Linked DNA regions of Zea mays: region 1 is linked to region 2. Evidence: chromatin contacts called from public Hi-C data. All regions are on one chromosome and are shown on one strand. Each heading gives the region's core, a stretch centred on a gene start, on an enhancer-like site or on the middle of the called end of the contact. The rest is flanking DNA. Distances are from core to core; before and after follow the strand shown.

Region 1 (6,894 bases), core at 2,652-5,151, 360 kb after region 2:
GACAGCATACAAAATAAGTGGTTGCTTAAAAATATGAATGATTGTATTTGTTAAAAATTAGCCCACAAGTATTTGCGATGAATGAAGTGATGCATTACTTCGCTGTAATCTTAAAATGGGGCCAACAAACTACTGTTTCCTCGAGAGTTTCAACAATTCAGAGTCTACCAATTGATTTCATAAAATAAAGTTGCTCTGTGATATGGCACGACCCACTGCTGTAACAAATGACGCGATAAATATCTAACAAAGGTTGGTCAATCATGCATATTTTGGTTTCTGAAAGTATCTTCTGTACAGCTATTTGGCTAACTTCACACCCCAATGGTTTCATGACACGTCAACTTGGTCTTGTTTATTATTGTGGCAGAAAATTGTGCTCCCAACTTCCTAAACCTTATAATAAGGCCATTAGTATATAGCTGATTCACACATTACTACATTAGCCTTGTGAGACATGGCCATGTTATTCCTGTAACTTGGCCATCTGCTCATCTCTCTGGTGGGACAGATTTAAATGACTAACCGCTCAAAAGATCAAACAAGAATGATTTGTCAAAGCAAACTGGAAGGATGTAGTGCTCCTTTTCTATGTGCAAACTAAGCAGCTCAAACTTTGTGGACGTCATGCACATGCACTTCTCTAGTTTGCAACAAAAAGCACATCATAATTTCAATTTTTTCAATAAATAAGTTCAAATTGACTTCGTTCTAAACTACTACCTCTGTTTCATATTACTAGTCATTCTAGCTTTGTCCAAAGTCAAGCCTTTCTATTTTTTACCATCAATTTCGATAAATTCATATGTTTAACACCATAAGATTTATGTTTTCAGATAAACATGGAGAAATAATTTTCATAATATAGTTTGCATGATATTGAATTATAGTAATTTACAAGAATTCATGGCCAAAGATAGAAATGTTTGACTTAGGATAAAGCTGGAATGGCAGCAAAATTGAAATGGAGTATTCATTATACCATCAGCAAAATAAATCAGTCTCACATATTGCCTCTAACTGTAAATAGCGGCTTCATAATCTACTGAATAACTGTACCGCTACGACCTCTTGGGTCCAAGTAATCTAAAGCTGGTAATAATTCAAAACATACCTTTGCTACAACTGTATGTATAACATGCGGCATAACCACCATCACCAGCACGGAAGTCAGCTTCAGCTGCACGTCCAACATGGCCAGCAGAAGCGCTAACACCAGCACCAACAGATAGATGTGCCTTCCCACTGAATGTTTTGATGGCATCCGTGTTCCTCAGAACAATAATAAAGTCAGCTATCTCACCTCCAGCCTGTTGAAATAGTCAAGCAGATATCTTATATGTTACATGGTGCTAGATTGATAATAAGAAGCCCTTCCATGTAAAGAACACTTGAAAAGCTTGTATCACCTGAGCCCCATATCCAATACCACAGGTGGAGATTGCTGACGGTGGTGACCAGGAGCCATCCACTCTTCGAGCAACAACCAGCCCACTGCCAAGTTTGTATGTAACCATCATCCCAACCTTCACCACAGTAACTATAGCAAGGCCTTTTGCTTGTCTAAGAATAGTATCAGGGATAGACTTCTCTGGTTTCAGTCTTCCCACCTGAAAAATCAGCAGCCCCACAGCCAGAGTAACATCATTTCCAGTATTTCATAAGAATACAATGACTAAGTAATTTCCAAATAATAAAATTCCCCAGAACAACTAAGTTGAGCTTAAATAATCTAGAGTTACTAAAATGCAGATTGGGGAACTACAAGCAGTTATTTACTTAAGAAATTGATTTTTTTTACAGATGCCTACGCATTTTTTCTTTTGCCTAGGTTCATTTCAGTGATTAGAATCACATATCCAGACTGTATTGTATTATTGCACTAGAAAAAAATAATTTGCCAGTGTTCCATGTCATCTTTTACCCACACGACTCAATTTGTCCAAATGTTCATCCAACTAATTACTATACAAACAGAAAACAACAACATTTGATGACTTGTGAAACACATTTCCCTACATGATTTCATGACATCAGTTTATCAACACCAGTGTAGGATTGCTATATTTGTTGTAGTGTTATCATTATCAAGCATATTAGTGTTTTCCTGTTTGGTGCGAAATATTGGTCGGCACTACTCTTTAACACAATAACATTTGATAAGAATACAGAAGACTACATGAAAATGAAAGCAGCCAAAAAAGAAGACAACGATAAAGGCTATCGTAATAGAACTAGTCAATAATTAAGGAGTATAAAAAGGCATACCTTACAGTAACTACGTAAAGAATTTGCAGCCTTGTATATCTCATATTCCATTGTGTGTGACCAAGGGAAATTCAGCCATGACCTCAAGGTACTCAGGTCTGTGACATCCCGAGTTGGAAGTTGTGAGGCCCGACTAATCTGATTCATCAATTGAGGTTGGATACTCTCTAGACGTACTCCGCAGACATCACAAACCCTCTGAGGATCTGCAGTCCTAAATTTTGGAGGCATCAAGCTTCTGCCATTTGAACAGCCATTGCAGAATACTCCACCACAGAAACGACAATGATGGCGAGAGCACATTATTGGATGAAATCGCACGCCACAGAGCATGCAAGAGGTGGCAGCACTGTCAGGCAACCACTTAGTTGGCTCTGTCTCAAGAAGCTCATTCGCAATACCAGTGTTTGCATCCACAAGTGTTTGTGCCATATCCTTCCAAGCCTCTTGTAGAAAGAAGTTGGACACTGTCGACATCCCACATCTCCCATACTCATATTTTGCAGCAGATATCACCTTATCTTTTGCTGCGACAGCCATATCAGCAAAAACATCCCACATTGTCATCTCCTTATTGTCTTCATCCAGCTCCCAGCTGAACTCTTCTTCCGGGAAGTGCCCACCATTGCAACGAAACCCTCTGTGCCAATCCTCGCTGGCCAGCGCTGTCATAGGCGGGACAGAAACAGGGACCCAGATGCCGGTATGATCATGAAGCAGGTTCAAGACATTTACAGGTTCCGACTCTACAGAAGTTTCGGTTGTTTCAGTGTTGCATCCTTTAGCAATGGGAGTGCAGTTAGTATCAAGGCTGTTGGCCATGTCGTTTTTGGTTGGTGACTCCTCTGCCTCTTGGTCAAATATGTGGAGTCCCTATATCAGGAAAGCAAAATTGAGTTATGGCAGAAACTCAGCCTGGGAAGACCTAAAAAGACCATAACTAGTGCACTCCTATCAACAAGGCTCCAGCCACATGCTTAAGGCAAATCCTAGAAAAAGCAATTTTAGATTTCTCCACAGCACAAGCCACACGCGCCCTTGAGAACTTGAAACTTTTGGCCCATCGCTTAGCCCTAATCATCAATTCGAGCATCCTAAGTTCGCACCAAGCAGCGCACCACATGCTCCCGGAATTCCCCAATTTAGGAACCGAATCAGTAAATCAGTTCTACACGCTCCTCAGCGAAACCAACTTAGCTGAAGGACGCGTACACGCAACCAGACTTAACAGGGACGAAACGGGCAGAGAGAGCGGAGGGGGGGGGGGGGGGGGGGGGAGCTTACCGCCAAGCCTTCGACACGTCCGCCGCCGCCGCAGTCGTCGTTATCGTCGTCCCACCTCGCCGGCGAGCCACCAGCACCGACCACGACGGAGCGGCTGCCCGCGGGCCGCGGCGGGTCAATCGGGCGGTGGAGCCGCTCGGTTCCGGCCATGGGCCACTCGGTTGGGTCGATTCACCAGCGATCAAGCGGAGCAATCCGGGAATCTAGCTTCTGTTTCTGGTAAAAGATACACCTTTTTCTGTTGCCACGGATTGTAGTTTGGGACGGAGTTGATTGGAGTTGGAAGGGATGGATCAACGGATGTGGAGAGCGAGACGACAGACGATAGAACGAGTTGAGCAGAGTTTTCTGGGAATTTAATTGGAGACATAATCCTGGGTCTGTTTGCCTTTAACGACACATAGCTGTGTTTCAGTGTGTGGCCGTATGGGTGCGGATGTGGGATTTTGGGCTGAGTTCTGACTAAAACTAGCCAAATTGATCGGACGTAGCAAAGGGAGGTAAAGTGAGTGTTTGGTAGGAAATACTTTTTAGACTATCTACATCAATGTCATCTATATATATCCTCTATATCCGTCATTTACAGTCTTTTTTAAAAGATTCTATCTCCTATATCTATTTTCTCTCCAACAACGTCCTCTAAACCACGTCCTCTATATGTAAATACCTATATTAAAAATATTTTTTAATTTTTATTTTTTGTACATACGTATTTGTCATACTCTTAAATGTATTGTACATATTTTAGTTTTACTAAATCGGTTGTTTAAAGTATTCAAATAGATAGAGACCCGTTTAGAGAAACTCTATATATAGAGGACGTTGCTGGAGGGAGTAGATGATGTCCTCGTTCTCTAAATTTAGAGTACATGACCCTTTAGAGCTCCTTGTTGGAGCTAGTCTTAGTCTCTTTATTTTATACTAGTAACTCCCTCGCGCCTCGCGTGAGTATGTGAACAATAAGTTTATATAGTTGAATCGAAGTGTTTACATGGTCCAAGGAGTGTTACTCCAAATAATAGAAACATGTGTAGCAATATATATCGATACCTTCACACAGTAATAATAGAATTATCTAAAAACGTGGCATAGATAGATAGATAGCTCAACTGCTTGGGGTGTACCCATAACTTTCTTCGTCACATAACAGCCACAGGAAAGAGACATTTTTCTTGATTGTCCTAAGAGTTGTTTTTCCCAATCACCACACACAGAGAGTAAAGTAATGTCAGCTGATATGTCCGAACCAAATTTATGGCAAAACAGGAGACCAACTATTAATTGCGCATGAATTAGAAAATTAGATATTAAGATTCAATGTTCTCAAGTATGTGTTGTTTGTGGCTTAGGTTTGAATGCACATTTATAAAATCATTGAAACCCCACAACTGGAGGTCTACCATCTCTATTGTCATTATATTTGAATCTATGGAATAATATAGTACTAACTGTCGGGTACCGTAATTAGGGGTACCCCCAATGCTCCTTAACCTGGCTGGAAAATATCCTCAAAACAGACCGTAAAGACTGATAGGCACGGTTCAAGTCAAGGCCTCGTCTACCAAGGGACACTATCTCATCCGAGCCTAGCCTCGGGCAAGAACAGTAGTCCCGGATGGATCCACGCCTCGCCCGAGGGCCTCCTCAGGCAGTGGGCGCACCCTCGGCTCGCTCGAAGCCAAGCTCGGGCAAACTTTGTCGTGCAGCGACCTCGGCCAAATCGCCTTACCAACCGACCGTATCGGATGCGCATTTAATGCGGGGATCGCCTGACACCTTATCCTGACACGCGCGCCTCAGTCGGCAAGGTCGAAGTGACCGCAGTCACTTCACCCCTTTACTGATCGTTCTGACAGGAAAACAACACTATTCACCCCGTTCCGACTACTATGCCAACCACCAGGGTAAAACCAACGGCAGTAAGTCACGACCTCCCCCGAGTTCAGCCTCGGGCGCAACAGGGAGCTCCGCCTCGCCCGAACTCGGGCCTCGGCCTCAGCCTCGGCCTCGGGAGGAGTCACAACCTCGCCCGACCTCAGCCTCGGCCTCAGGAGAAGTCTCCGCCTCGCCCGACCTCGGCCTCGGACCGACTACGCCACTGGGGATATATCATTACCCTACCCCTAGCTAGCTGCCTCAGGCTACGAAGGAACAAGACCGGTGTCCCATCTAGATTACTCCGGTAACAGGTAATGATGGTTCCCCGCGTGCGTCCATGACGTCGATGGTTCTCAGCTCCCTACGGAAGCAAGGAAACGTCAGCAGGATCCATGCCGCACCGCCAGCTGCGCTTCTATAAGGATCAAGCACTTCTCCGACGGCCACGTTAGCACGTACAGAGGGCTCAAGCACTTCTCCACCGGCCACGTTAGCACATAGCTACACCCCCATTGTACATCTGAACCATCTCCTTGTATCTATAAAAGGGGATGTCCAGGGTCTTCCTAAGGGGGGAGAGGGGCGAGCAGAGGCAGGCAGAGTGGGAGAAACGCAGAGGAGGCTAACTCATACAACTCACCTCAGGGCCGGACCCTCTCTCCCTCTCTCGCGCGACACTTGTAACCCCTACTATGAGCACCCCGGTGCAAGATAATATAAGCCTCATCCTCCCTCTTGTATTCATTCTTGCATCAACCCATCTGGGCAGGGACACACAGCGACAAATTCACTAGTCGGTTGAGGGTCCTCGCGGGTTCGAAACGCCGATAGTTGGCGCGCCAGGTAGGGGCCTGCTGCGTGTTGACAAATAATTTCCCGTTGAGTTCCAGATGGACAGTCTTCAGCAGCCTCTTCAGCCCGGGACGGTGCTCCGCTTCGGGAGTCTCGAGTTCATGTCCCACGACGGCAGCTACAACATGGTACTCCTCCCCTCGCAGCACGACAACAACGACGGTCGTCGGCTCGCCCGGCGGCGGCGAACTCGACGACGGCATCTCCCCGCGGCAGAAGAGGGACATCCGGGTTTGCCCTGCCACCCTCCTCGCCGGAGGAGGAGAAGACGGAGCAACCGTGGCCAGGCACGAGGCGGCACTTCGTCGGCTGTCGGACCAGAGCGAGCCGACGACGCCGGCACCCCTGCGGGGGACATGTCGGGTGTTGTCCTCGCACCTGAGACAACGATGGGTATCGCTTCCTAGCAACATGCCAACCCCAAGCGGACTGATGACACCGACACCCTCGCGAGGGACTTGTCGGACATTTGTCTCGCACCTGAGATAACGACGCACTCTGTCCCCGATGCGACTTCACCACCGTCCATCTACCAGGAGGTAACATCAGTTTTCCACCCTGTTCCCTTTAGATTCAGCTTCGATCCACCAAGCGACCCCGCTTCGGTGAGCG
Region 2 (6,524 bases), core at 355-2,854:
TAAACCGAGGCAAGCCTTCCCCCACAAATGCGGAGAGGCTGCTTCGAATCCACGAGACAGCTCTCACCTCTTAATTAGTCCTGCCATTCTCACCTATTACTATATGAACTGATAACAATCCCATCGCTGTACCCATGACCAAGTTAAGGGACAATGAAGGCACAGGGAGTGTTACGGACAGAGTGATACTACACTTGGAAAGGTCAGTTATTCAACCACTAGGAACAATGTAACCCTAGTATTTGAGAAGAACACAATCACGAAATATTTGCATGCATGGATATTACCACTAGTATGTCAAACAAAGCTGGCTCAAAATGCCAGTCTGTTCTTCAAGTCTTCCTAAATCATAATCATGGTAACTGTGAGTTATGCCAAAAAAAAAAAGAAGCAAGCAGCCACGGGACAGAGGTGGCAGGAAGAGAACATACACTCAGAAAGTGGCGGGGTTATCCGCACAATGTTGCTATGTGCCGAGTCGACCGCAAGGAGCTCCCCGCCCTCAACAGGAGATACTCTAACGGTGTGCGGCGTGACACCAAGCTTGTCACCCTCAACAAGTGTCTCTACAAAGTAGCCGCTCTCAAATTGCAGGGCTACCCCCACGTGGCCATCTGCCAAAATAGTCGAACGTGAGCAAGATACAGAACAAAAGCACAGATATGAGCAGCTGCAGTAAAGTATGATCACTTAGGCCACAATGAGCCAAAAATACAAATCAGCTGAGCCTCTGCTGGATCTGAAATTCTGAACTCTGCTAAGAGAATTCTAAGAGCAGGACGACCAACTTCCAAATGATTAGTTTGGCCAATGATTTTTTTGGTGGTTTAGCAAGTTATCTCACCAATGCAGGGCCAGCTGAAGTGAAGGAGAACGATACTGAAATAATTATCAGTGAGAAATTGTAAAGATGTTTGAACTCGTCCCCATTGAGAAGATGGTTTAACCCCCACTCCCATTATCTTCCCGTTTGTTGTGCTTTCTATTATTCCTCACTCATCTTTTTCTTCTCGGGGAACACTAGTGGCTAGTGGAGTGGAATAGGGTTCATCAATCATCTGTAATTATAAGAGAAGCGGGAGTCGTGTGCGTCCTACAGGAGCAATCGCTTTGAGCAACAAAATCAGGTCCCCTCTTGTCGCGCGAGATATTCCGCAGACGTATTAGGGAGCGACGGCGACTCACCGGCGTACTGGGGGTGGCCGGGCTGTTTGGGCCCGTGCGTCGAGGGGGCGGCCCGCGGCCACCTGACGACCGACGACAGCTGCTTCACGATGCTGCCTGCGGCACAGAAGGCAGAAGTACGTATTAGTACGGGCAGTCCAGAGGTTTGGGATCGAATCGCCCCTATCGGGCCGCATTTTAACAGGGGAAGATAGGGGCGGCGGCGACGAGCGAGCGAACCTGTTGGAGGGGCCAAAGCGGCCGCGCTGGGACGGAAAGTAGCGGCGAGGAAGAGGAGGAGCAGCAGGAGCACGAGCGGGGATCTCAGTCCCATGGCGAGGGTCTGCTGCTGACTGCTGTGGTTTGGGGTAGAGCGAGAGGCAAAGGGCCTTTTCGCTTTCAGACGGCCTTGGTGACGTTCTCGATTCTCTTGTGCTCCGCAGAATCGTGCAGCGAGTGCGACTGACAAGTCTTGTGTCGTGTACGCCGCAGACGTCAGACCCGCAGCGCCGATTCAGCGGCCGACTTCAAATACATTTTTTTCTAATAGTTTTCTAAAGAGGTCTCTAAATCTTAAATTTAAAAAGTAATAAAAATACTTCTCCAATAATTCTCTAAATAGACTTAATGTACAACATCATTTACTCTTCACGTTTAGCAATTCAGTAGTTCACAGTCGTGTGCTTATTTTTTCTCTTTCCAATATAGTGAGGTGTCAGATATGACATGCTCTATTTTTCACTTTCCCACGAGACACCTAGGTCAAATACGTGTGACACAATTTTTTTCCTTTATCGTCATACCACTACTGTCCCATAGATTGCACCACCAGAGCACCGCTCTTTCACACGTCGTGTCGACTGACCTTTTCTTCTCTGCCCTCGTCATCCTCTACTCTCGACCTTGCCAGCAGCAAGGTCCGATGGGGGCAGGCCAACCAAAGCTAGATTCAAAATCAAACTACTCCCTAAATATGAGTAACTATTAAAGATCAAACTATTTTTACTCCCAGTAGCTATTTAGCAACTTGCTAAATATGATTTTAGCAAGCTATTTTTTAAGAACTATTGAAGTTTAGATAGCATATTCTATATCCTATTGTTAAAAAAAATAAAAAATTTAACATCCGAATAAATATTCAGATCCACTCCGACTTTAACCTATGTTCCCTCTGGCATGTGGAACTCGAGCCACATTTATGGCAACGGCCATACTTTGTCATTAGTGTTTATTTGAGTTAGTTAAATTATTATAATTAGATTTCATATATATATTAAAGCAGGTCCAAAACGCTCGTGACCAGGCTATCCACGTCGCTCAAAAAAATTCAGACTGTCCGGTCCTTATTGGACGACTCATCTCGTTCCTCTGCTCCCTTCGTCTCTAGATACTTCCCTCTGTCTCTAGATATCGACAACAACTAATATGCAATCAGACCTTATGTGAAAACGTGCAAGCGAGTCTCTTGGTCTGTTAGATCATGATCTAATTGTAGACATGATTGTGGTTTGTTAGAGGGTTTTCTATAAATCTACATGACTTGGTGGTGAAAGGGTTTAAGTGTTAAATGTGATACATGATTAGATCATAATCTAACTGTCGGCGTTTCGAGACAGGGGGGGTCCCTAAGCCGACGAGTGAGTGTGCTGCGTGCCCCAGCCCAGATGGGTCGAGCGCGTGGGCGAGCGCGAAGGGGGGAGAGGCGAGGTGGCCGGAGTCGAGCGTGAGAGAGGTGGAAGTCCCGCGGCCTTCGTGTTCGTCCCGCGCCCAGGTCGGGTGCGCTTGCAGTAGGGGGGTTACAAGCGTCCACGCGGGTGAGGGAAGCGAGCGGCCCCAAGAGAGCGCCTGTCCCGTCCTCGGTCCCGCGCGGCCAACCTTCTCTAAGAAGGCCCTGGTCCTCCCTTTTATAGTCGTAAGGAGAGGATCCAGGTGTACAATGGGGGGTGTAGCAGAGTGCTACGTGTCTAGCGGAGGGAGAGCTAGCGCCCTAGGTACATGCCAATGTGGCAGCCGGAGAGATCTGGGCACCCTGCTGGCGCGATGTCGTGGCTGTCGGAGGTGCGGCGGAGCCTGGTGGAGGGACAGCTGTTGGAGCGGTCGAGTCCCTACTGACGTCGTCCTGCTTCCGTAAGAGAGCTGGGGGCCGCCGTCGTCATAGAGCTTGTGGAGCGCCATCATTGCCCCTCCGGCGGAGCTGGCCGGATGGGACGCCGGTCTTGTTCTCCGTGACCCGAGTCGATTCGGGGTAGGATGATGATAGCGCTTCCTGTTGACGTGGCGGTCTGTGCCCTAGGCAGGGCGACGTGGGGGTTCCTCCGAAGCCGAGGCTGAGTCTGCCTTCCGTTGCCGTGGCCGAGCCCGAGCCATGGGGTCGGGCGAGGCGGAAGTCGTTCGGCCGAGGCCAGGGCGGAGTCCGAGCCCTGGGGTCGGGCGAGGCGGAGTTTCGTCGTCTTCCGGGTCTTAGCCCGAGTCCGAGCCCTGGGGTCGGACGAAGCGGAGTTTCGTCGTCTTCCGGGTCTTAGCCCGAGTCCGAGCCCTGGGGTCGGGCGGAGCGGAGTTCACCGTCTTTCGGGTCTTAGCCCGAGTCCGAGCCCTGGGGTCGGGCGGAGCGGAGTTCGCCGTCTTCCGGGTCTTAGCCCGAGTCCGAGCCCTAGGGTCGGGCGGAGCGGAGTTCGCCGTCTTCTGGGTCTTAGCCCGAGTCCGAGCCCTGGGGTCGGGCGGAGCGGAGTTCGCCGTCTTCTGGGTCTTAGCCCGAGTCCGAGCCCTGGGGTCGGGCGGAGCGGAGTTCGCCGTGGCGCCTTTGGCAAGGCCTGACTGCCTGTCAGACTCACTCTGTCGAGTGGCACTGCGGTCGGAGTGGCGCAGGCGGCGCTGTCCTTCTGTCAGACTGGCCAGTGGAGCGGTGGAGTGACGGCGGTCACTTCGGCTCTGCCGGGGGCGCGTGTCAGGATGAAGGTGTCAGGCCACCTTTGCGTTAAATGCCCCTGCAATTTGGTCAGTCGGTGTGGCGATTTGGTCAGGGTTGCTTCTGAGCGAAGCCAAGGCCTCGGGCGAGCCGGTGATGTGTCCGCCATAAAAAGGGGGCCTCGGGCGAGACGGAAGTCTCTCGAGGTCGGCTGCCCTTGGCCGAGGCTAGGCTTGGGTGAAGCGTGATCGAGTCACTCGTGTGGACTGATCCCTGACTTAATCGTACCCATCAGGCCTTTGCAGCTTTATGCTGATGGGGGTTACCAGCTGAGAATTAGGCGTCTTGAGGGTACCCCTAATTATGGTCCCCGACAGTAGCCCCCGAGCCTCGAAGGGAGTGTTAGCACTCGCTTGGAGGCTTTTGTCGCACTTTTTTGCAAGGGGACCAGCCTTTCTCGGTTGCATTTCGTTCCGGTGGGTGCGCGCGAGCGCACCCGCCGGGTGTAGCCCCCGAGGCCTCGGAGGAGTGGTTACACTCCTTCGAGGTCTTAATACCTCGCGCAATGCTTCGGCTGGTCTGGTCGTTCCCTCATGCGAACTGGCCGTAGCCCGGGTGCACGGTCGGGGTCCAAGCTCTCGGGCTGGTATGTTGACGCTGTCAACGATTTGGCCGGAGCCGGTTTTTGCGAGAACAGCCCCCGAGCCTCTGCACAGTGCGAGAGGGCGATCAGGGACAGACTCGACTTTTTACATACGCCCCTACGTCGCCTTTCCGCAAGGAGGAGGGGGGGAGTGCGCCATGTTGGAGGGTCTCCCTTCGGAAGTTGGAGGGTGTCCCGAAGCAGACGGGGAGGTCGAGTCGCCCGAGGGGCTGGACGCGCTTCCCAGGGATGATCCCGTGGAAGGGCGCAGCGCCTGCTCGGACGGAGGACAGATCGACGCGCAGGAGCTTGAGGGTCTCGGCGTAGATGATGTTGAGGCAGCTGCCCCCATCCATCAGGACCTTGGTGAGCCTGACATCGCCGACGACGGGGTCGACGACGAGCGGGTATTTCCCCGGGCTCGGCACATGATCGGGGTGGTCGGCCTGGTCGAAAGTGATGGGCTTGTCGGACCAGTCTAGGTAGACTGGCGCCGCCACCTTCACCGAGCAGACCTCCCGGCGCTCTTGCTTGCGGTGCCGAGCCGAGGTATTCGCCGCATGCCCTCCATAGATCATGAAGCAGTCGCGGACCTCGGGGAATTCTCCTGCTAGGTGATCTTCGTTCTTGTCGTCGTCGCGGGCCCTGCCACCCTCGGCGGGTGGCCTGGCCCTGTGGAAGTGACGCCGAAGCATAACGCACTCCTCGAGGGTGTGCTTGACGGGCCCCTGATGGTAGGGGCACGGCTCCTTGAGCATCTTGTCGAAGAGGTTTGCACCTCCGGGGGGCTTCCGAGGGTTCTTATACTCGGCGGCAGCGACAAGGTCTGCGTCAGCGGCGTCGCGTTTCGATTGCGACTTCTTCTTGCCTTTCTTCTTGGCGCCGCGCGGAGCAGACGCCTCGGGAGCTTCTTCCGATGGGCGGCCCTGGGGCTGCTTGTCCTTTCGGAAGATAGCCTCGACCGCCTCCTGGCCAGAGGCGAACTTGGTGGCGATGTCCATCAGCTCGCTCGCCCTGGTGGGGGTTTTGCGACCCAGCTTGCTCACCAGGTCGCGGCAAGTGGTGCCGGCGAGGAACGCGCCGATGACATCCGAGTCGGTGATGTTGGGCAGCTCGGTGCGCTGCTTCGAGAATCGCCGGATGTAGTCCCGAAGCGGCTCCCCCGGCTGTTGCCGGCAGCTTCGAAGGTCCCAAGAATTCCCGGGGCGCACGTATGTGCCCTGGAAATTGCCAGCGAAGGCTTGGACCAAGTCGTCCCAGTTGGAGATCTGCCCCGGAGGCAGGTGCTCCAACCAGGCGCGAGCAGTGTCGGAGAGGAACAGGGGGAGGTTACGGATGATGAGGTTGTCGTCGTCCGTTCCACCCAGTTGGCAGGCAAGGCGGTAGTCCGCGAGCCACAGTTCCGGTCTCGTTTCCCCCGAGTACTTCGTGATAGTAGTCGGGGGTCGGAACCGGGTCGGGAATGGCGCCCGTCGGATGGCCCGACTGAAGGCCTGCGGACCGGGTGGTTCGGGCGAGGGACTCCGATCCTCCCCGCTGTCGTAGTGCCCCCCACGCCTGGGGTGGTAGCCTCGGCGCACCCTTTCGTCGAGGTGAGACCGACGGTCGCGTCGATGGTGCTCGTTGCCGAGGTGGCCCGGGGCCGCAGGCGCGGTGTTGCGCGTGCGCCCGGTGTAGACCGAGGCTTCCCGCATGAATCGGGAAGTCGCGACATGAGGTTCCGAGGGATAACCTTGCCTTCGGGAGGCAGTGCTCTCGGCCCGCCGGGCCGCAGCGCCTTCCAGGAGATTCTTGAGTTCTCCCTGGATTCGC

Evidence for each region. A called contact is a pair of places that touch in the nucleus more often than the background predicts.
Region 1: a Hi-C map of tassel shows a contact between it and region 2, with 3 times the contacts expected there. The contact joins the promoter of LOC100383394 here to the promoter of LOC100276297 in region 2. A contact is called at or near these places in 3 of 25 Hi-C or Micro-C datasets (ear, leaf and tassel).

The regions. Positions count from the first base shown.
Region 1 is chr5:150,808,631-150,815,524 of Zm-B73-REFERENCE-NAM-5.0, forward strand. It overlaps LOC100383394 (putative FYVE zinc finger containing actin-binding-domain protein family), which reads right to left and starts at 3,902. Exons shown (of 5, transcript NM_001176049.1): 1 at 3,553-3,902; 2 at 2,269-3,141; 3 at 1,410-1,610; 4 at 1,115-1,310. The coding sequence starts at 3,702.
Region 2 is chr5:150,453,385-150,459,908 of Zm-B73-REFERENCE-NAM-5.0, forward strand. LOC100276297 reads right to left here and starts at 1,605. Exons shown (of 7, transcript NM_001150121.2): 1 at 1,405-1,605; 2 at 1,186-1,281; 3 at 432-614. The coding sequence starts at 1,498.